6 separate regions of the Mus musculus genome follow, and regions 1, 2, 4, 5 and 6 are each linked to region 3. Evidence: chromatin contacts called from public HiChIP or PLAC-seq and promoter capture Hi-C data. All regions are on one chromosome and are shown on one strand. Each heading gives the region's core, a stretch centred on a gene start, on an enhancer-like site or on the middle of the called end of the contact. The rest is flanking DNA. Distances are from core to core; before and after follow the strand shown.

Region 1 (3,576 bases), core at 528-3,027, 830 kb before region 3:
ATTCTGAACAGCATGACATAATCCAGCGCTGCTCCATAACTGACTCCCAGGACATTTAACCACCCTCACGTCTAACACACTCATGCTAGCAGCCACTAACTTACCCTCTAAGCAATCCACAGCAGCACAACCTTGTTCTCAAACATCCCTACTTTATGTGACAATGGCCCCACTGCACCAGAGATGGTGGCAACTTCATCATAGTACATTATTATAACTGCTGTATTTTCTTCTTATTGCTGCTCATCCCTATGGTGTTTAATTCATACATTTCATCATAGGTATACAGGTATATATGCATTAGGAAGCAACAGATACAGAGTTCACCACCATCCACAGTTTTAAGCACCATTGAGTATCTTGGAACACGTTCCAAGATAAATAAAGGAGAGACTATGTGTAAGAGCCAATATCCACACCAGGTATGCTGGTGCAGCCAGGTGGATCTCTGAGTTTGAGGCCACAGAGCTAAGTCCAGGGCAGCCATGTAGCCATGTCTCAAAAGTTTAAAAAAAGCAGCCAGCATTTGTTATGCTGTCTCTAGGAGTGGCTTGGCTGTTTGACAATGACCTTTACTCTTTCTAATTTTTTTTTTTTTTGGTTTTTTTTTTTTTGAGACAGGGTTTCTCTGTATAGCCCTGGCTGTCCTGGAACTCACTTTGTAGACCAGGCTGGTCTCGAACTCAGAAATCCGCCTGCCTCTGCCTCCCGAGTGCTGGGATTAAAGGCGTGTGCCACCACGCCCTGCTCTCTTTCTAATTTTTAAAATCTATTTTAAACTTTAGTATATTTAAAAAAAAAAAAAACAAAAAAGGCGCTGGGCGTGGTGGCGCACACCTTTGATCCCAGCACAGGAGGCAGAGGCAGGAGGATTTCTGAGTTTGAAGCCAGCCTTGTCTACAGAGTGAGTTCCAGGACAGCCAGGGCTACACAGAGAAACGCTGTCTCAAAAAACAAAAACAAACAAACAAAGGCAAAAAATTCATACACCAAAATTAAGCACACACAACTCTACGATTCAATTTTTCATACTTAGAGATCTTATATATGGGCCATTATGTTATTTAACATGAACTAATAGTTCTCATTCTTAAAGAAAAACAAACAAACAAACACCCTCACCTGTCTTTGATTCCCAAGCCCTTTGCCTATTAAGAGTTGTCACATGTGCCATGGCGTGCTAAGAACAGCAGAAGGCACTGTAAACTCCTCCCATCTCATGTCACTCAGCCCCTCATCACACAGATCCCTCTGAAACACACTCCTTTCCTACCACGTGCAGGGACCGTCGCCTAACCAGCAAGCACACACAAGATCCTCATCAGACTGAGATGCAACTCCGGACAGCTAGGAGCTGTGTGATATTCTAATTAACCTTCAATCACATGCCCCAGAGCAGGCCTCTGGCGAAGCACATGCTATTTTGTAGTTGCTTGAATAACAAAGTGCAGAAGAAGAGCCCAAGTGTGACAGAAAGCCCAAGTGTGACAGAAAGCACAGCGGCCTCGTTTTCTCCACAACCCAGCACTGGATTTCTCAGCGCTAAAAAGAAAGCAGCTCTGATCAATTATATTTTTATATAACTGGGTTTCATTTCCACATCACATTTAACTACAGATGATCTTTTTACAGTCTGGGAATTGGCAAGCTTTGCAAAATGATTGAGAGCTAATTAGAAAGCAGATGAAAGGTTACCCAGGCCCTTTCTTTCCCACTGGGGATAGGACTAGGCTGGACCAGTTCCACGCCAGGAACATGGTGAGAGTTCTGGCAAAGTCAGTCTTGAGCTTGTACAGTCTTGGCAAGCACAGCAGAGAACACCAGGCCTGCCAAAGTCACCCTCAGTCACTAACAAATCCAGTTTCTGGCTAACTTTTCTTCTAAGGGAGGCAGCGTAACCTAGCAGGAGCAGAGAGCTACGTCCATGGAGTCAAAAGATAAATCGGACTCCAATCCTTACTCCCATCTAGGGGAAGTCACCTGGTTTTTAAGTCCTCAATGGCATTACCAGAGCTAAGATTCCTAGGTTGAACTTTTCTGATAAGACACTTAGTACACAATTTCTTCAGGTTCAGGTATTTAAGGAGCTGAAAAAAAAGAAAAAATGAATATCTACAAATCAATGCTTTTCCCTGGTGACATAAATCTACTCAGCAGTGTCACCACTTGGGCCATGTAATATTCAGTCCAGTGTTCATCTAAGGTCTCAGAGGTGCAGTGAGGACAAACCATACCTCTCTTTCAAAGGCTCTGGGGCACTCTGAGCACGCACGAGCCCAATTAAGTCTATGACTCTCAGCAATACCTGGTTGGCTGAGACTGAAAACTTCTTGCCTCCGAGAAGGAGAATATTGAGAAAGCAGCATCAGGTCCTGTAAGGCCAAATACTAAAAGGAACAAAGAAAGACAGACTGTTAAAGCTTTAACAAAATCATATGTAAAAAGTAGGCACATAAATATCCAAGGAATCACAACTTCCCTTCTAACTCTCATGCATGCCTCTACCTCCCCACACACTCTAGGCTCTGGCTACTTACAGGAACTACAGAGCTCTGTATTTTTTTTTTTTTTTCAGGTCTGTAGGGTTAACTCCAATACCCCCTCCTCCTATAAGTTCCTGCCCCGGTCCCGCCCCCGCCCCCAGATCTGGGCCACAGCACTTGTGCCTGCTGCCTCATCTGCTTCTACTCAGCAGTGCGAGGCCCATAGGAACAGGGACATGGCCTTGCTCACTACTGCTACATCCAATGGCAGGGCCTAACACACAAAACACTCATTTTTTGCTCTTTCCGAAAAGCTACCTTCTCCTGGACAAGCCTCTTTATTTCTTCAAAGCATCAGTTCTGAGCGTCTGGTACTGGGACCAGGGGAGACGGTGGTGCCACTGCTCTTGCCAGTAGAAACCTAGCACTGTCATGTGTCTTAGTCATTGTCCTACCCAACACAACCCACAGCACCTGACAACTGACCTTCTAATAAAGATTCAGTAAGTGGCCAAACGAATGGCTAACACTTACTAGCAATTAGTGCTGCAATAGCTCATTTTCCTACTTGTTTATGCTTCTCTAGACTATGCCAAAAACACTGGGCTCCATTTCTTTTAACTGATTTTAAAGTACTAATCCAGCTGCGCACGCCAGAAGATGCCTGTTATCTTAGCACTTAGAATGTGGCTTAGGCACGAGAATTGCAAAATCAACTCCAACCTGGCCTACATAGCAGGATCCTGTCTCAAAAACCAAAAAATATAAATAAGGCACTATGATCTTTTAACAGGGTAAGACATATCCTGTTATACTTAGATTTCCTTTACAATTTCAAATTATAATCTGAATCAAACAAAATTTTTAGTTTGATTTGTAAACTTATTTAACTTTTATGATTATGATTTGTTTTAGAATTACAAGCATCTTGTGTATCACACTACCTGATACAGCAATTTAAAAGCACACTAGTGTTCCTGCTGGACTAGCTGGAATGGTTCGTCTACGCTCTGCATTTAGTTGGCTAGCACCTTCTGTTCGAGAGAGGTGCATCTTACACGTCTCCTATGATCAATAGCTGACTTAGCTAGTG
Region 2 (3,462 bases), core at 833-3,332, 870 kb before region 3:
CAACTACAAAACACTGGCTTTCATTCCAAAAAGGTACTGCAGCTGATGAGATCAAACCCCAAAGTTGCTGGTTCGGCTAATGGGGAACGAAAGGGCAGGTCGGGCAGATCGGCACATCCCTTAACAATCTCTAATGTCTGGTTAATTATCTGTTAACATGAAACCTATAAATAACATGTCGGTAATAATTAACTATGATTGGGTGAATATCTTCAGGAGTCTACCAGCACCTGTCCCTGAATTTGCCCATAGCGGGTTCTGGGCCTGCCTTGGCTTCACCAAGCACAGAAAAGTCACTTCTAAGTCAACACTTGACCCAACCCAGATTACAGGCTCAAAAGAACTTAAGTCAGGAGTCAGAAAAATCATTTGGCATAATAAGTTCCTAATTTGACCGATGAGAAAACTGAGGTTCCTAAGGAAGAGGTCCTACTAAAATCCTCCATTTGGTTTTGTCTTTTCTTTCTTTCTTCCTTCCTTCCTTTCTTAGAGAGACTGTGATAGTTCAAAATATGCCTTCCGTTGCTTAGAAAAAATTACTAGATACTAATGTACAATAAAATTTTGACATTTCACACGACTTTCATCAGAAACATATAGAAGCAAAATTATGTAATGTAAGCTTTCTACATACACATCTCCTTCTCAAACATGCCTATTTGGTTTAAATTGGATGCTTCCAGGCATCAGTTCAGACTGACAGGCGAGTCCCAATCAACTACAGAGATACTGAGACATTAAGGAACTCTTAAGGAAGTTCCATGAAGTTCTAGAATCCCTACAGAGCCGGTGGCAGAGACACCGGTACCACAGACCTGACCTCAGCATGCCCGCGGTCAGCACACTGGTGCGGTGGAACTCACCCTTCCCGCTGCCGGTCTTGGACACACCATAGTCTCGAGGGCTCCGGGGCCGAAGGAGATCGTGGGCACGTGGTGGTGGCACCGGTAGCCGAGGCAGCAGGTCTAGCGGGTTCCCGTCCCCGCAGCCGCCACCACTCACAGCAATCCTGAAGGCCATGTGCGCTCCCAGGCTGACAGGCCCGCGGCCCTGGCCAGGAGCACCAGGGGCCTCCTTTGGCCTCTTGTCCGAAAGTGCCTCGGCCACCTCGCAATGCATGGCGCCGGGGCGGGGCGCACGGCTGGGGGTCGCGCCAGGCTCCTGCGGAGGGAAGAAAGCACCGAGCTTTAGAAAGCGGGAAACTCCATCCCTAGATCACAGTTTGGGCAGTCACGTTCTATTTAGTCCTGATCTCAAAAAAAAAAAAAAAGTTAGCGTCACCACACCGACCCCATTCCCTGAGCCACCTGACCCCGCGCACCGTGGTCGTCCCGCTTTCGCTGCCGTCGCCCTAGGCCCGCACGTTCCGGAGAATCCCCTGCGCCCTCCCACCCTAATCCGCTTCCACCCAGGGTCAGCCCTCTTCAGACGAATGGCAAAACTAAGACCAAGGATAGGATGGGAGTTCCCTAAAGGGACAGGGAGAGGGCAGTAAACTAGGATGGGATGGGAGTTCCTGTCCGGAATTCCCTAAAGGGACAGGGAGAGGGCAGCAGCCTGACTCCCAGAGCAGGGTCACAGGGGAGCAGGGAAAGACTCAGATGGGTCCCTGGCTGCGCACCTCTAGGTGCCCCGGGGCGGGCTGAGCAGAGCCCAGGCACTGAACACGCACCGCCGCCGGGTGCAGACGCAGAATTTCCGCGAGCCCCGCCACTAGCCAGACACCGGGCTGAGGATGAGCGCGCACGCCCACTGCGCGAGCCCACAAAGCGCACTCGAGAGCCGTAAATCCAGGAGCCCCGGCGCCCGGGAGCCCGCACAGCCAGAGTCGCCCACGCACGCCGGCTCGCACGCACACTCGCGACCCGTCGATGCGCCCTCCGAGACCAGCCATGCCACACACCCCATTCACCGGCTCACACTCCGCTCCGCCGGCAGCCGCAAGTCTCACGCCGGAGCCTCAGCATCATTTCCAGCATCATTCCCGCGAGAGCGAGGCCTCAGGGCCCCCAAATTCGCCTCGCCCCTCGGCGAGCCCCGCGCCACCCCAGAGCTCCCGGATTCGGACGCCACTGGGTCCCCGGCGCCGGCCGCGCCCCTTCTCACCTCGCCGCGGGCGCAGCGGCTCGCGGGGCACACAGCACGGCGCGCCTCCTCTGGCGCCGCAGCCCCCGCAGCCGCCGCCGCCACCGCCACGGCCGCCGCGTCCTACGGGGCGACACCCCGGGGGCGGGGCGGCCCGCTGCTGCCCACAGCCGCTCGGGCCGCGACTCTTGGGGGCTGCCGGACCAAGCCAATGGCGGCTCGAGGGCGTGCCGCTCGCCTGGGGGCCTGGGCGGGGCGGCGCGCGCCCAGGCTGAGGTTTTGACAGCGGCCGGAGCCCTGCACGCCGGCTGCCGGGACGCCGCCGGACTCTGCGGCTGCCAGAGGAGGAGGCCAGCCGAAGGCAGAGCCAGCACAACCCGGCTTCCTCTGCTCCCCGGCGGGATTCTGCTCCTCCCCGGGTCGCGTTTTCTCCCGGGTAAATGGGAATGGCGGTACCTGCTAAGCGGAGGTAACAAATACAGAAGTGCTTGACAAGTTGTTTTGGTTTTGCAGACTCTAACCAGCTCACTTCAAGTGGCACAGATTTCACTGCAAGTCATAGCAAAGCTGGCCTTTGTCATCTGAACCCAGGCCTCAGCCCACTTTCTCACTTTACTTTCGTGTTGTTTTCTAGAAAGGGTTCATCCAGACGAGAGAGGAGCTCCGCGTTCTCCTGTACCCATTCCTTGCCATGTCCTCCGCGCTCCAGGCAGCAGGGTCTCAACTGTAGGAAGAGCCCTTGATGAGGCTTCATAGTGACTAGAAGCAATGGGTCAGCCCCCATCCCTGAAGCGTGCAAAATGGGGTGTTCGTTCATGTCTCTGACCGATTTTCTGGGGTCTACTGAAGGATCTAGGGTAGCCCCAAAATGTCTCTGCATGCTGTCAACATCTCCCACTATGCACAAAATGTTTGAGAATAGAGGACCTTAGTCTTAAACTGTGGAAGTGTGTTTCTGCAACCGGCCTGGTTCACAGACTGGGGTTCCACACAGGAAGACAACCCAAGCAGTTTCCCAGCATCTTAACAAAACAAAGATTTTTTTTTTCCAGTCACAAAAAGTTAAGATTTGCCAGGCATGCTGGCACACGCCTTTAATCCCAGCAGGCGGATTTCTGAGTTCGAGGCCAGCCTGGTCTACAAAGTGAGTTCCAGGACAGCCAGGGCTATACAGAGAAACCCTGTCTCGGAAGAAAAAAAAAAGTTTTTTAAAAAAAGATTTAATTTCCTATACCTTATTTGTTTGGAGACTTAGAAACAGCAGAAGGAATTGGAAGTACCTTGACATTTTACTTAACACCACCCCCACATTCATGGCCAGAAGCAACAAGGTAGGTAGGGTGTGGCAGCGCAGGCTTCCGACTCCCACGCCAGTGT
Region 3 (3,378 bases), core at 793-3,292:
GGGCTGCCCTGGAGCTGTCTGTCAGAGGGCTCAGGATGGGGAGGGGCTTTCCTCTGATTCAGTCTGGCAGAAATGCAGGACTATGAGTCCCCGGTGGGAAGACAAAGGGTGAATTCCAAGACCACCCAGCTCTGCCTGACCCTGCAGTGGGAGACTTTATGTAAACAGAGTGTGAGGGAGTGGATTAGCGGTTGCTGCTGGATCACACAGGCAGAAACTATCAAGCTTGGGACATTGATGGGATTTGGGGGTTAAAAAGTTCTTTGTCAAATCCTCAAGAGAGACAGAAAGGGTCCAGAAAGTAGGTAACTATTTGGGAAGCTATGGTAAGAAACTAGGCATGAGGCAACAAAATCAGAGATGGGATGGAGACACAAGGCTGAGGGGGTTGAGAGTTCAGGCTCTTACCGAAGCCAATGTTGACTGCCTGCCTTATTTATCGGTTGTGCTGTCTTGGGCACATGACTCACACTTTGAACCTCATTTTAGTAAAACTGGTACTAGACACCAGGAGGCCGTGGACTGTAAACTGCACACACGAGTGGCACAGGTATGGCGTGTAGGGCCCCATTGTTCCTTGCGCATCCTTCCATTTAGTTTAGGTTAACAACCTCTCACTAATACACTCTTGCCCCAAGGGGAGCCGTCAGGTAACAGTCCTGTCTTCTGGTGCTCACAGGACATCCAGCAGGTAAATAAATGGCAAATAGAACCTGCAGACAGACCCAAGGAAAATGGTGCAGGTGGGGGTGGAGGTGCAAAGTGATTCTGATCGATGCACCCTCTGCATCTCCTCTCCCTGGGTAAGGTCTTCTGGTCTGGAGGTCACTCTGCCTGGCACCTGCAGGCTAAGCCTGTGGTGCTCAGTCTGCAGCATACAGCAAGAAGTAAATAGAACAAGAGGGTGGTTGCCATGCGGGCAGCGGCAGGAAGCAGACGCTCTCTGAAGCCTGATGCAAGTTAGAGAGGAATATAAGGAGGGCAAAGGGAGCCCATGCTAACCCTGGATGAGGGGGAAGACGCTTCACTGTGAAGAGAAGTCTTAGCCTTGGTGCCGGCTGGCCTATATGAACTCCTCATCTACTTACTGGGACGACTACATCTGGATGCAGAATCTGCTGCACATTACACGGAATTGGGGGCTGATCCTGCCTTTTAATCTCTCTTTAAACCTCCATTGTAAAAGGATCCGAAGCACCTCGGACCGCAAAACAAACTTTCACCTCTTTCCTGCATAAGGCTCCTCTCCAAACTGACTTTCTAACCTTTTTCCTCTCATGACTGTGCTCCTCAGCTTCCTACTTCTGCTCAGCCAATCTCTCCACTTGGATCTCCCCCCTCCCCATTTCCCAGAACCACCTTCCAGAGGCCATTCCTCCTTTGGAATGTGGGGGGCCTGAGTTACCTGACTGTTGCGCACTTCCCGAGGGTTTAGGGTCCCTCGTTTTCTAGGCACTGCGCATGCCCTGCACCTAGCAGACACTTTATAAACCTAGGGTTAGGGTTCTGTTTGTTGCCCCGGTGCTTTTGCTGCTTCCGTTTCATCCTTGGACAGTCCCTTCCCCCATCACACGCCAGGTCCTTTGCGATCCCCACTCCCACGCCCATTCCTCCGGCCCCACACGCCCCCGTCGCCCAGAGAACCGCTACCCCGGCGCACAGCCGCGCCCCGCGCCGCTCACCTGTTTCTGGATGTCCCGCACGCGCTGCTCGTGCAGGCGCGGCGCACTGCTCAGCTTGAACACCACCCAGGCGCGCACGTAGTAGTAGATATCGAAGATGAGCGAGAGCGGCAGCAAGAAGAGGCACACGAACACCCAGCGCTGGTGGATGAGAACGAACTCCAACCCCTTCACTCGCACCCAGAGCAGAAAGAGCAGCGCGCACACGGCCAGCGACACGGCGGGCTCCATGGTGTCGCGGCGCACCGCGCGGAAGGGTGCGGGCTCGCGCCGCCCGTCTCCTTCGCCCGCTCCGCGCTCCGCCGGCTCAGCGCCTGCCGCCACCGCCCCGGGAGCCTGTAAGTCGGGCCCGCCGCCTCGCGATTGGCTTGGGTCGCCAAGGTTCGGTGGGCCGAGACCCAGGCGGCGACCAATGGTGAGCCGCGCCGGGGATCGGACCAGGGAGCCGCTGCGTTCATTGGCTGCGGGAACCGGGATGCTCCACCCTCTTCTAGTCGGCGTGCGAGGAGGGGCTGACCTGGGCTGGGGGCGCTGGTAGGGTCGGCAAGCGGCGGGCTTGGCGGGGTTTAGGGCTCTCGCTCTGGAGGCAGCGGGACCACCCTTGATCTCCTCCTTGGGTGGTGCCTCCCGTGGACACACGTCAAGCAGTTGTGCATTGGGTTACCTCCCCAGGGTGGGAGGCGCTCCAGACAACCACCCTGCAACCCTGGCAGGAGAGCCTCTGGCCTTGACCGGGGCAGGTCATGACACTCTGTAGGCACATGGCCAGGAGGGGGAATCCTTTCAATTTTCAGGGCGTTTACCATAAATGCATTTGAACTACCCCCCTTAGCAGTTCTGGGCCGTGGGTAGCTGGGACCCCCATTTTAAAATACGCGATGGTGAATTCCACCTGTCGAGTAATTTTAAAAAGCACAGAGGCGTTGATGGCATTCTTCCATGCTGAACCCAAAGTGGATGGAGGCTTGGAGACAGGAAGAAAGAGCTTCAAGGCGGCATGGCAGCCCTAGATTAAGAGTAAGAACCCAGCACATGGCCCCGGCCTTGCGGAGCAACCAGGCCAGGCTGCGGAACAACCTCTGACCTCGCCAGAAGCTTGAGTCCGGTGGTATTTGCACTTTCCCTGAACAGGAGGAAGCTCTGAAGATTTTTCAAACCTCCCAGGGCCTTGTCTGCTTCACGTGTCTTTCCTTCCCCCCCCCCCCCCCCTTCCACCTTTGTCCGGACACGGACTCGGGCACTCCATTCTGCCATCCTTTATAGCGCCACCTTCCACCTTCGGTGAATCTGTCCCTAGAAGGCTCTTTCCCCATTGTATCACCGAGGTAAAGCACTACACAGCCTAGAGATTCGCGAGGTGCCACTTCTAAAGCCAAGTTTATGTACTTCTTTCAGAGGCTCACAGTTCTTTCCATTTTTATATAATTGTCCCTTTATGTGTCTCTCCCTCCTACAGATGGAGCTTTAGGGCAAACAACACCTTGTTATTACAGCACTTTTGAATTTCCAATTTGTGGCATAATGACTAGGGCATTGTAAGGCACACCGTTGTTGACCAAAGGATAAGTGAAGAATGTATGTGGGAGTTCAAATATCCAATAGAAATCAAAGTTCAAAGTGAGAGGTTGTTTACCCTCAGCTTCCAAAGGGAGGAGTCCAGACTGGAACCGACCGTCCTACCCAGCTATGACAGCTA
Region 4 (3,566 bases), core at 299-2,798, 600 kb before region 3:
ACGCAAGTCAGGCCGAGCACTGGAGCCCGTGGGGGTGCAACGGCACTCTTCTCTCTCCGTGGAGTGGGAAGGGTTTTCACAGACACGTGCTTTCCGTAGGTCGGAATGAGCTCCTGTTCGTTTCAGGCCGAGGCCTGAGGAAGGAAGGGAAAACCTGAAGTCCCGAAACAGCGCACTAGAGCATGAATGGCTGGGGAGGGTGGCAGCAGCAGGTCTAGGTGGGCCTGCCTGGGAAGAAATCAGACAGCTGTACAGTCAGCCGCGTCTGGACTTTATGGCCAGCGTCGTCGTGTCTTCTAATGGGTTTTCCCAGAACTCTTGAAGGAAGGGTTCTGGGTTCCAGCAAGCTTAGACAGTGCTGAGTTCCTGTCTCCTCTCTACTGGGGGTTTCATCCTAATTTCTTATGTAATAGGCTAAGAGAAATCCCACAAGGAAGAAAACTGGGCTGGAAATGTAGTTGAGTGGTAGAGCTCATGTATAGTTTGCACAAGTCCCTAGGTTCAATCCCCAGCACGGCCAAAATGAATAGACAAACAAGCCTGTTCATCTTTGGTTTTGGTTTTAATTCAGGGTAATTCATGAAAGTGTTTCGTAGCATCTCTTATTAGCAACCTATAAGGTTAAACAAATACACTTGTAACCATTGATGCAGTTAGCTATAGGATGCATGACTGGAGCTTCCGGTGGCTAAGAGAAGGTAAAGGTGAGGGATACCAGGGGAAGGGAGACCGCATGGGTGGACGTCCAGGCATTTGTTCAACAAGTAGTTATTCAGTGCCTGCTATGATGGCTACTTTTAAACTGTCAGCTCAACCTAGAATCATGTGGGAAGAGAGCCTCGAGGAATTTTCTGAATCCACTTTCTTTTAGACGTTTCTTTGGGAGATTGTCCCAACTGATAGTTGGTAGAAGAAGCCCCCACCTGCTGTGGGAGGCACCATTGCCTGGTCTGGGGCCCTGGACTCTGTGATGGTAAAGAGAACTTGCTGAGCGCAAGCAGGTAGGACTTGGCTTTTATGCTCTCTGCTCTTGACTGTGGTCGTGAGGCTTTAAGCTCCTTCCCTCACTCCCTGGCAGCAATGGACTGTGACCTGCAACCCAGTGAGCCCTTCTTCCCTAAGTTACTTTTGCCACAGTGTTGTATTGCATCACAGTGAAGCTGCAACACCTGCCGAGTGCCAGGCACTGGCATGGATGCCTGCGATCGACACTGATAAAGGTCTCTGTCCTAGCTGAGCATGGCAAGTCATATCTATAGTCCTAGCGTTGAAGAGGCTAAGGCAGGAGGATTGCCGTGGGTTTGACGCTATCCTGGACTCCACAGTGAGTTCTTGGGTACAGACAACAACAACAACAACAACAAACAGTAACAAAAGGAAACAAAGCCCAGAGAAGAAGCAGAAGTCCTTTGTGTGGTGGTAGATGGAGATGGTTCATGGGAAAGGCTAGCAGTGAACAAACACGCAACAGGTGTGAGGGAGGGAGTGACCCATGGGAGCAGAGTGTAGCTCTGGTCACAGGACGAGACATGGTACAAGCATGAAGGACTGAGAATGGAGCAGAGAAACAGCTCCACAGATAGCCCTTAGCTGGATGTCACAAGGGCCAGCTGTGGGAGTGGGTGTGGCTCAGCAACTCCTCTGTCCTTACTGGTTTTCCTTACTCCTCTTCCCCGTTAGCTGTCCTTGCCCCCTTTCCCAGATACCGTTTCCCTTTCTAAATGCTGGCTGGGCACAGTGCCCTTCTCTGGCCTCTCTCTTTCTCTCTCTCTCTCTCTCTCTCCCAGAGGGCTTCTCCCACACTCTCACTTCTCTCTCAGGACACAGTGATTTTATTCTGTCCGAATCCAGTGTCTTGTCTCGGTTCTCATCTTCCAGACCTGTGATTTGAAACCGTTGATTATTTTCCTTTCTCTTGGCATAAGTGACACCGAGCCGGCTGCTACTTCTGTATTTTTAACTGGTTTCCCTCCCGGCTCTTATCTTGGTTTGTAATTACTTATTTAATTATTTGCCTCTTTATTTTCTATGTGCTGAGCAGTCTCTGTGCCAGCAGGGCCGTGCTGTTGTGTGTGCTGCCTCACACCTCACTGCTACAGAACCTGAGTGCAGAATGTGCCTGTCCAAGAGAGGGAAGGGCCAGGAGTTGGCGGCATTCTCCATGCTCTGCTTGCCTTCCAGCTCTGCTTCTATTTTCCCCAGCAACGATGCTTCTTCAGGAAGGGCAGCCCAGCCTCGAGCAGCCTACCCAAGGCCTTCATCTAGACTGCTCTGTGCGCTTCCTGTCTCCATGTGGGTGGGAATCTTACATCCTAGGAATGTTGTCTTCATTTGCATGCCTACATCTTTCTTAAACTCTCAGTAATCCAATAGGCCAAAAAATAGATAGGTCAGAGAAATAAATTCTTATTTTCATTTACTAAGTAGACTAAGTGTTTGTAATAGGCTTGTCAGCCATTTGTCCTTTTCCTTTCTCTTTTCTTCTCTCTTTCTCTCTCTCTCTCTCTCTCTCTCTCTCTCTCAAGTATTTGTGTTCTTTGTTCATTTACTGGTAAGAGTTTATCATTTTGATTTTTTTGAGACAGGGTTTCTCTGTATAACAGCACTGGTGTCCTGCAATTTACTTTGTAGACAAAGGCTGGCCTCAAATTCACGGAGATCCTCCTGCCTCTGCCTCCCAAATACTGAAATTAAAGGTGTGTGCCACCACACCCAGCCTGCATTTTGAATTCTTTAAAACTATTTTAATGGAAATGTCCAGCTCAAATGAGACTGTTAGACTAGAAATACATATTGGAAGTGAGTTTCTGGGAATCACAAAAGTGAATGAATTCTCTGAGTTAAAGGAAGGACTTGAACCTGGAAGGAAATTCATTGTTAGAAAGTGGGAAGAAGGGCAGCTGTGGAGAGGCCAAGAGACTGTGGGAGCAGGAGAAAAGCAGGCCGGGAAGTGCCACATGGACCAGGGACAAGTGTCTTCAGAGACACTGGAAATGAGTGGTCCCGATCCTCTAACGTGGTCAGGGAAGCTGAAAAGACGTTGAGCCTTGCAGTTATTGGGCCTCTGTGAGTGGATTCTTCATCATTTGAAGAGTGAGCAGTGGGCAAGGGGCATCGAGCAAACCAAAGATGAGGGAGGCAAGGAGGAAGGCTGGCAGGCAGGTGGGCAGGCCCACCTGCAGGCCTACACGTGAGAGAGAGTCCAGGGAAATGGGTCTGTCTGTTCTAGTGACCTGATTTCAGAGGTGCCTCGCTACTTTAACTCATGATTGGCTAACTGCAGTAAATAGCTACTTATATTTATAAAGTGCTGTCACATCCATGACACTTTTGACCCATGTAACAGTCCTGTAAAGTCATTATAATTATTTTCTCCATTTTGAAAATGGGAAAATTGAAGCTTCAGGAATTTAAAGTAACTTGCTCTGAGTCAGACAGGCAAATGATGAGCAACAGTACTGAGACATTCCTTACTGCATTCTCCACTTCCGACACCTTAAGGTCTGCAAGGCTGAAGGGAAGGTGTTGGCAGGGTCACACGCCTTCTGAAGGCTCCTTCTTAAAAG
Region 5 (3,186 bases), core at 5-2,504, 810 kb before region 3:
GCACCAGGCACACACGTGGTGATGAACATACATATATACAAGTTAAATACTTATACACATGAAAAATACAAATAAGCCAACTTTTCTTTTCCTTTTTTAAGGAAAAGACAAAAGGATAAATACTTGTGTGGCTTCCTTTTCTTTTTTACTGCACCTCTAGGGATTTACTATATATATGCCCCAGATTGGCCTTGAACTCAGGTCGTCCTGCCTCTGCCTCCCAGGACACTGGGCCATCACACCTAGCTGTGTATATAAGTAGTCTTCTAATGATCTGTCCTGTCATCATACATAATCCCTGACACACTTACTGATTTTATATAACAAAAATGACAGTTCTGTGAGTGCAGAAATGCAGAGAGTGAGTGCCTTTACGTAATGTTTTAATGTCAATACAGACAGTAATTAAAAATCACCACTTACCTGACAGCCACTGTATAGGGTGGAATAAATTGATGCTGCTTAAGACTATAAAGGCTGTGATGCAGACGGGTAGAAGCACTACTGACCAAACGATGCTGGTAACTATCCTCCAACCCAAAACCTAAAATTAAACACAACTCTTCAATCAAGAAGTCAGTTACTCTAACTCAGACATGCAAATCCTGCTTCTCCATTTAGGCTATTAACATGAACCACTACTATTTGCATTCTCTTTACTTCTCTCCTTGCGCCCACTCCCCACCCCCCAAACACAGAATGGATGCAAGGAGGTGAGCTCTCCTTAGCTGAAGCCTAGAGTAGGCTGTCTTAAATAAACCATGAATATATGCTCGGTTTAGCGTCTCCCCAACCCCAGAGTCTGCTAAGGCCACATTCTTTCAACACAGAGCAGCCCTTCCCGTTTCCTAGCCCAAGGAATCAAGCCATTTATTATGCATTAGCTCGAATCACTAACCTTTTGCTCTACAACTTTTCCACCAAATTTCCATTCGGGCCATCCCAACCACGCTGACAAACTTCCACTTCGGACTCCAGCTCAACACCCCAGACCTAACTTCCACTCGGGGACGCCCACACACCCTTGCACCCAATCCCCGAGGCGGTCAGATCCCTACACGCTATTCCTAAAGCGCCTCCAAGACAGGCCCCTTTAGCCAAGCGCGCAGGCACCGCCAGAGAGGCAGGGAGCGCCACGGCTCGCTAACTCACGCGCCAAAGGATGTCCCGCGGCGACCCGCCGGCGCAGGGCCCGCTCGCAGCCGTGGCCATGGAGATGGCGGCCCCCGCTCTCAAGCGTGCCGGGGACAGAGTGTCCGCCCGCCACCACTGTTCAAAGGCAGGAAGGCCCCGGGAGGACCCAGCTGGGGCTGCCCGGTACGCTGCCTGGGCAGGGTTCTGCAAAGCCGCCAGACCATCTCTCCGCAGCTTCGCCTGAACAGACTCAACCGGCCAGAACTTCCCCGTAGCCACATGCCTCCAGGTGGGCTGTGACTCGAGGAAGCGTCCTCTGGAGTCCAAAAAGTCCTTCCGAAGCAGGGTCCATCTGGGCGTCAAAAACAAAGGGCGACGGTGCTGCATGCTGGGAACTGTAGTCTCGACGACCCCTGAGAACCAAGGGGAAGAGGAGCGTTGCATTCTGGAACTTGGAGTTCCAAAGTACAGGCTCGCGGTGTAACGAGAAGCAAGTTGGGGTGTCCTAGAACTGGAGTTACAGTTGTTGGCTGCCATGTGGTTACTGGGAATTAAACCCGGATACTCTAGAGGAGCAGCCTTTTACGGGACTCACCTCCCAGCCCCTCCCTTTCTCTTCTATTTTTTTCTTTCTTTTTTTTAACTAAAGCTGTAATAACCACTGGGAGTGAAAAGGTTGTTATATCACTTTTTCTTCCAGAATGCCATCTTTCTTCTTCTTTTTTTTTTAAAGATGCATTTATTTTATTTATATGAGTACACTGTAGCTGTCTTCAGACACACCAGAAGAGGGCATCAGATCCCATTACAGATGGTCCTGAGCCACCATGTGGTTGCTGGGAATTGAACTCAGGACCTCTGGAAGAGCAGTCAGTGCTCTTAAGAGTTGAGCCATCTCTTCAGCCCAGAATGGCATCTTTCTAAAAGTGAAACCACAGGATACTGAAGCTGCCGTCTTAATACTCAGTAACTTCACTGAATTCCTTTTATTAAAAATAAAGTGTTTTATTGATAAGAAAGGTATGTTTTGGTTTTTAGCTTCAGCTATTAATACTTGTTAAGTGCAGCATCTTGATCCTCACAGAGCCTCTATTTCTTCAAGTGTAAAATAAGGATAAAAACACAACATCCTGTTAATGGGGTAAAGATGTAAATACTATATACTATAAGACAACTATTGAAGGCTGGGGTGTGACTGAGTTGTAAAATGCTTTCCTGATATATACCAAACCCTACAGCACCTCCCAAAACATGGCAGCACTCAAGAAACTGAGGCAGGAGGCTATAAAGCTCAAAGCCATCCTTAGCTAGTGAGTTTGAGACTAGTCTGGAATATGTGAAACAGCTGTCTCCAAAAAGAAGATTACCATTGGTGGAGAGGTAGCTCAGCTAGCTACATAAGCATGAAGACAAGAATTCAGTACCTGGACTCCAGGAGGAAAACCTGAACATGGTGCTGGACAGGTGCTAGGCAGGTGCTGGGCAGGTGCTGGGCAGGTGCTGGGCAGGTGCTAGGCAGGTGCTGGGCAGGTGCTAGGCAGGTGCTGGGCAGGTGCTAGGCAGGTGCTAGGCAGGTGCTGGGCAGGTGCTAGGCAGGTGCTAGGCAGGTGCTGGGCAGGTGCTGGGCAGGTGGGCAGGTGTTGAGCAGGCAGAGATAGGGAGCTCTATGAGGCTTATAGCTAGTGAGCCAAGCCTACTCTGAGCTGTAGGCACTTGGGAGAAACAAGGTGGAGGGAGCCTGAGGAACAACACACAAAGTAGACTTCTGGCTTCCACACCCACATGCACAAATGTGCACACATACAAACACAAACATGCACACATACAACTTCTCACTGGCTCAAATTCCTCTCTCTGATTACTTTTGGCCTCATCAAAAACCTAGGTGAGTAGTGCTAACAGCTTTTTTACAATGCTAACATTCAACACCCTAGGAAGGCAGAGGTAGACATGGTGTCTTGCTCACTCTGTATAAACTCATAGGCTACCGAGAGAAACTGAGATGGCACAAGATACTCTGTACTGTTTGCTAACAATGGCTTCTTGGCTTAT
Region 6 (3,547 bases), core at 97-2,596, 650 kb before region 3:
CTGTCTCAGAACCTAAGAGCCCAAGGGATGAGAGAAACCTGCCTCTGCCTTTCTGTGGCCTGACACAGGAGACTTAGTCGCTACCCTCCTTCCTAGTTGACCTTGTCTGGCCCTCCAGATGAGGCTGAGAGCTCTCAGAAGTGGAGGGAAGCTTTAAACCCACTTTAAAGCCAGAAACTTCAGAAACTGCCCACCCAGGGCAAAGGAAGAAAAACCACACCTATGATAAGCCGCACTGAGTGACAACTTGGAAAAAGCCACCAGCATGGGGCATGACCCTGAAGCTTAGCAACCAGGGGCCTCCTTTCCGATGCCATATAACTGTGACCTGATTATTCAACCTCTCTTAGCTTCAGCTGCTTCTAGTACCCCACCCACCCAGGGTTGTCCTGAAACTGAGGTCTGCAGCCCCAGGGATCCGAGGCAGAAGGGTCTGCAAAGGGTTACAACCCTTCTTAGCATCTATCTGTTTCCTCCTTCATCAACTGTAGGCCAAGATGGACCCAGGGAGATACAAAGGTCCCGGCTGCACAGGAATTGGGGAAACATAATAAGTACAAGTGTGTGGTCCTGGCCGACTCCATCTTATGATCAACAGGAGCATCCAGGTCAGGCATGGGGGCCAGAGGTTGATTTGGAGGTCCTTGGTCTTATAGGTTCTGTGTGGTGGCCCAGCAGGCAAAAGGCACATAGTAGGCACTCAGAAAATGCTGGTAGCTGGAGAGAATGAAAAGTTCTATCCAGCAAGCAGCTGTCAGTATGGCTGGCCAGGAAGCTGGAAGCAGACCTCACCACCCACACTGGAGTAGAAGAGCTGAGTAGCCTCAGACACTCTCTACCTAGAGTCAGGTAGTTTCCAGGGAGGGACCCACAGCGCCCAGCCTGACCCCCACCTCTGTCCTTACCTTCATCTCCAGGGCGGGCTTTCCTTCTAGTGGTGATGTTACTCTCGGCATCTGCCTGGCCAAGAAACCAGAAGCAGGCTGGGCAAAATTCTGCTCTCTCACAGCCCACGCTCATCCTGGGCTTCACATTTCCACATTTCGACCCGTACAGGACCCATTCCTCCTTTGTCCTCCAAACTGACTCAGGCAGGTCCTCCTAGTGACAGTGCCCTAACACCCCTAGGTGTCCTGTGCTGCTTCTCAGTACTCATGGATCTCAGGTGGAGCGAGTCCCCAGGGCAGATGGATGTGGCCGTGGGTCCTAGGGTCCCCTCCCACAAGCCCTTTCCATCTGCAGAATGGCTCCCTAGGTCAAGAGTCAGTTCAGACCCAGGCAGCTTTTACCTGGGGGAAGACTTTGTTCATGGTTCCAACACTCATCTCCAGGAACTGAGGTGGAATAAAGAGCTCAGTGTAGAGTTCTCCACCTTGTCACCAAGGGCAGCCTGTGGGAGGGCAGGACAGCAACAGGCTTTGCTAGGGCTGTGCCCTCTCCTGTGGCACTCTCCTCCCAGGCTGCCTCCCCCACGGAGGAAAGGACAGGGGTACCTGCTCCTACCACGTCTTTCCCTAGGTTGCAGTTGGACAGTGACGCATCCAATTCCACAGATGACAAGCTGGTGTTTGTGCCTCAAGTCACACTATATGTGGGAGAGATGGAACCAAGGCTTTAACACATTTTTCTCCTCTGCATCATCAGACTGCAGGGTGGCAAGGCCCCCTGGCTGAAGGAAGCCACAGGCAGAAGTGCCATGAGTCTTGGTTCAGTGGCCAGAAGGTAGAGTTCCTTTTCTCATTGATGAACTGTTCATGTTCATTCTTCTAGACCAGAAGAATATGCACTTCTGAGGGCCAACAGGATGGCTCAGTGGATAAAGGTGCCTGCCTGAGGACCTTCGTTTGAGTCCCAGGATGAATGTGCAGATACAAGGAGAGCGCCCACTCTACATAGTTGTCCTGACTCCATACACTTCATGCGTGCACCTCTACCACACACATACACATATTAATAAATAAAAGAGAGAAAGACATATTTGAATTGTTGAAAGCATGGAGAAATATATTTTTTAGCTTTTTGGGGGTGGTATCTGGGTGGGAGCTAGCTGCTTTCCAGAATATCTTCTGTCCCAGCATGGAGTAGATTTCTTAGCAATCTAGTCTAAGGAGGAGACAGGGGCCCTGAAGCAGATGAGGATGCTCTGAGGCCCACCCCGAGGGTAGTACCCACTGCAGGTGTCCAGGAGTTCCCATCAGTGATTTCTGTGCTGGGCCATTTCTCTTGTGGTGGGAAATACAAGCCAAACCATGGAGGCTGGAGACATAGGTCGCCATCAGACTGGGCAAGCTAAGTATTGGCTCTCACAAGGACCTTGCCAATGGCTTGGGAAAGGCCCTTCCCTTCACAGGCATGTAGATGCAGGGGTGCCTGAGTGTAGGTTTCTCAGACTTGGGCACTCTGACAAGAACAGGGGACAGACGGTCTTAATGGGAAGGATCCTGGACATGCTGGTGTGGAGTGAGGGAGCTGAGGTGAAGGGAAAGACGCTGCTCACTGTTATGGGGCAGCACCTGGATTCTGCGAGGCATTTGGGGACACTGGTGAAGATGCATCTCAAAGGCACTCACCCGAGGGAAGCGGGGCACTCATCCCATCCTGCCAGCCATTGGATGAAGCTGTTGGCAATTCTCGTATCCCTAGCTTCACTGGTCTGTGGTAGGCAAGGGGGGGGGGGCAATGGCGGTTGCAAGCCAGGCTGAGAAGCCATGAAAAGGAAAAGGCCGAAGGGGGTGAATATAAACGCAAGATGGTACCTAGATTTCTTTTTTTTGTGCCAACGATAGTAGAGACTAAGAGGCACATGATTTCAGAAGGATGTTAACGTCAGGGTCTATGATTGATTAGTAATGCCTACTACAGATGTCAGAGTGGACAGCAGAGTACATTCCTGGTCCAACACATGCCCTTTAGTATGACTTCCACAGACTCTTGATTCTTTAGCGTCCCTTTGTATGTATGTATGTATGTATGTATGTATGTATGTATGTATGTATGTATCCATGTTACTCTTGCTTTTATAGTCCAGGATGGTCTCCAATTCATGGCAATTCTCCTGCCTCTGCTTCCCAAGTACTGCGAAGACAGACATGAACTATCCCATCAGCTTTGTGTTCCTTTATAGGAATCCTCCTCATCCTGCTCCATGCCTCCTCCTTTGGCCTCCTCCTTCAATGCAGGTCTAGCCATGCCTGGCTGGAAGAATCACATCTCTCCAGAGCTCTGCTGTGACCAGGAACCCTCAAAGGAAGGGCAGCAGGGTCCTACCCATTACTACATTTACTACATTTTAGTAGGTGTGCTTGATCTCTTGCCCCTAGAGTCCTACTGTAGGCAGCCAAGATGTCTGGGACACTGTCAAGCTGCTCTTCAAGGTGATGTGCCAGTCTGCACTGTGCAAACAGTAAGAGACCCTTTCCTTAAAACCCCCAGGTCTTTCAACATCTGCCGGGCTGCCTCATGTGAGAAGGTGATGGGTTAAATGTACGTCTGGCTATTTATTTCTCCCACTGCTCCAATGGTAGCATTCTCTGAGCACTTACTTTCT

Evidence for each region. Promoter capture Hi-C pulls out the DNA fragments that hold promoters and counts their contacts. HiChIP or PLAC-seq counts read pairs in DNA pulled down with a chosen protein or histone mark.
Region 1: a contact with region 3 is called in a promoter capture Hi-C map of hippocampal neurons, with 2.1 times the contacts expected there. The contact joins the enhancer-like site here to the promoter of Dhcr24 in region 3. A contact is called at or near these places in 4 of 39 promoter capture datasets (cranial neural crest, hematopoietic stem and progenitor cells, hippocampal neurons and 1 more) and 4 of 115 datasets of contacts at active chromatin or transcription factors (embryonic stem cells, epiblast stem cells, pancreatic cancer cells and 1 more).
Region 2: a contact with region 3 is called in an H3K27ac HiChIP or PLAC-seq map of epiblast stem cells, with 7 times the contacts expected there. The contact joins the promoter of Glis1 here to the promoter of Dhcr24 in region 3. A contact is called at or near these places in 4 of 39 promoter capture datasets (cranial neural crest, embryonic stem cells, hippocampal neurons and 1 more) and 3 of 115 datasets of contacts at active chromatin or transcription factors (embryonic stem cells, epiblast stem cells and stem cell-derived neural progenitor cells).
Region 4: a contact with region 3 is called in a promoter capture Hi-C map of liver, with 2.2 times the contacts expected there. The contact joins the enhancer-like site here to the promoter of Dhcr24 in region 3. A contact is called at or near these places in 20 of 39 promoter capture datasets (the 3T3-L1 cell line, 3T3-L1-derived adipocytes, the C10 cell line and 14 more), 1 of 15 datasets of contacts at CTCF or cohesin (large pre-B cells), 1 of 484 Hi-C or Micro-C datasets (liver) and 7 of 115 datasets of contacts at active chromatin or transcription factors (the SCID.adh cell line, embryonic basal ganglia, embryonic limb bud and 3 more).
Region 5: a contact with region 3 is called in an H3K4me3 HiChIP or PLAC-seq map of the SCID.adh cell line, with 11 read pairs. The contact joins the promoter of Ndc1 here to the promoter of Dhcr24 in region 3. A contact is called at or near these places in 2 of 39 promoter capture datasets (cranial neural crest and neural stem cells) and 9 of 115 datasets of contacts at active chromatin or transcription factors (the SCID.adh cell line, embryonic hindbrain, embryonic midbrain and 4 more).
Region 6: a FOXA1 HiChIP or PLAC-seq map of pancreatic cancer cells shows a contact between it and region 3. The contact joins the promoter of Ldlrad1 here to the promoter of Dhcr24 in region 3. A contact is called at or near these places in 2 of 39 promoter capture datasets (cranial neural crest and liver) and 2 of 115 datasets of contacts at active chromatin or transcription factors (neural tube and pancreatic cancer cells).

The regions. Positions count from the first base shown.
Region 1 is chr4:107,385,407-107,388,982 of GRCm38.p6, reverse strand. It overlaps Ndc1 (NDC1 transmembrane nucleoporin), which reads right to left. Exons shown (of 18, transcript NM_028355.4): 10 at 2,306-2,387. Among named protein-coding and RNA genes, the nearest start is that of Ndc1, 19 kb to the right of the region's middle. Within about 2 kb of position 1,777, at least 15 of the 459 cell types and tissues checked have an H3K27ac peak or open chromatin away from gene starts, as enhancers often do. A contact at or near this core is called in hippocampal neurons, where this site is marked.
Region 2 is chr4:107,433,339-107,436,800 of GRCm38.p6, reverse strand. Glis1 (GLIS family zinc finger 1) reads right to left here and starts at 2,082. Exons shown (of 11, transcript NM_147221.2): 1 at 1,904-2,082; 2 at 864-1,161. The coding sequence starts at 1,119. Gm46866 (Holliday junction resolvase MOC1, chloroplastic-like) reads left to right here and starts at 1,546. Exons shown (of 2, transcript XM_030253946.1): 1 at 1,546-2,521; 2 at 2,720-3,024. The coding sequence starts at 1,736. The coding sequence ends at 2,368.
Region 3 is chr4:106,559,702-106,563,079 of GRCm38.p6, reverse strand. Dhcr24 (24-dehydrocholesterol reductase) reads right to left here and starts at 2,042. Exons shown (of 9, transcript NM_053272.2): 1 at 1,683-2,042. The coding sequence starts at 1,913.
Region 4 is chr4:107,157,958-107,161,523 of GRCm38.p6, reverse strand. The region is part of intron 3 of Tceanc2 (transcription elongation factor A (SII) N-terminal and central domain containing 2); the gene reads left to right. Among named protein-coding and RNA genes, the nearest start is that of Tceanc2, 19 kb to the left of the region's middle. Within about 2 kb of position 1,548, at least 10 of the 459 cell types and tissues checked have an H3K27ac peak or open chromatin away from gene starts, as enhancers often do. A contact at or near this core is called in 3T3-L1-derived adipocytes and liver, where this site is marked.
Region 5 is chr4:107,366,115-107,369,300 of GRCm38.p6, reverse strand. Ndc1 (NDC1 transmembrane nucleoporin) reads right to left here and starts at 1,254. Exons shown (of 18, transcript NM_028355.4): 1 at 1,153-1,254; 2 at 424-544. The coding sequence starts at 1,212.
Region 6 is chr4:107,206,943-107,210,489 of GRCm38.p6, reverse strand. Ldlrad1 (low density lipoprotein receptor class A domain containing 1) reads right to left here and starts at 1,346. Exons shown (of 5, transcript NM_001081272.2): 1 at 906-1,346. The coding sequence starts at 1,020.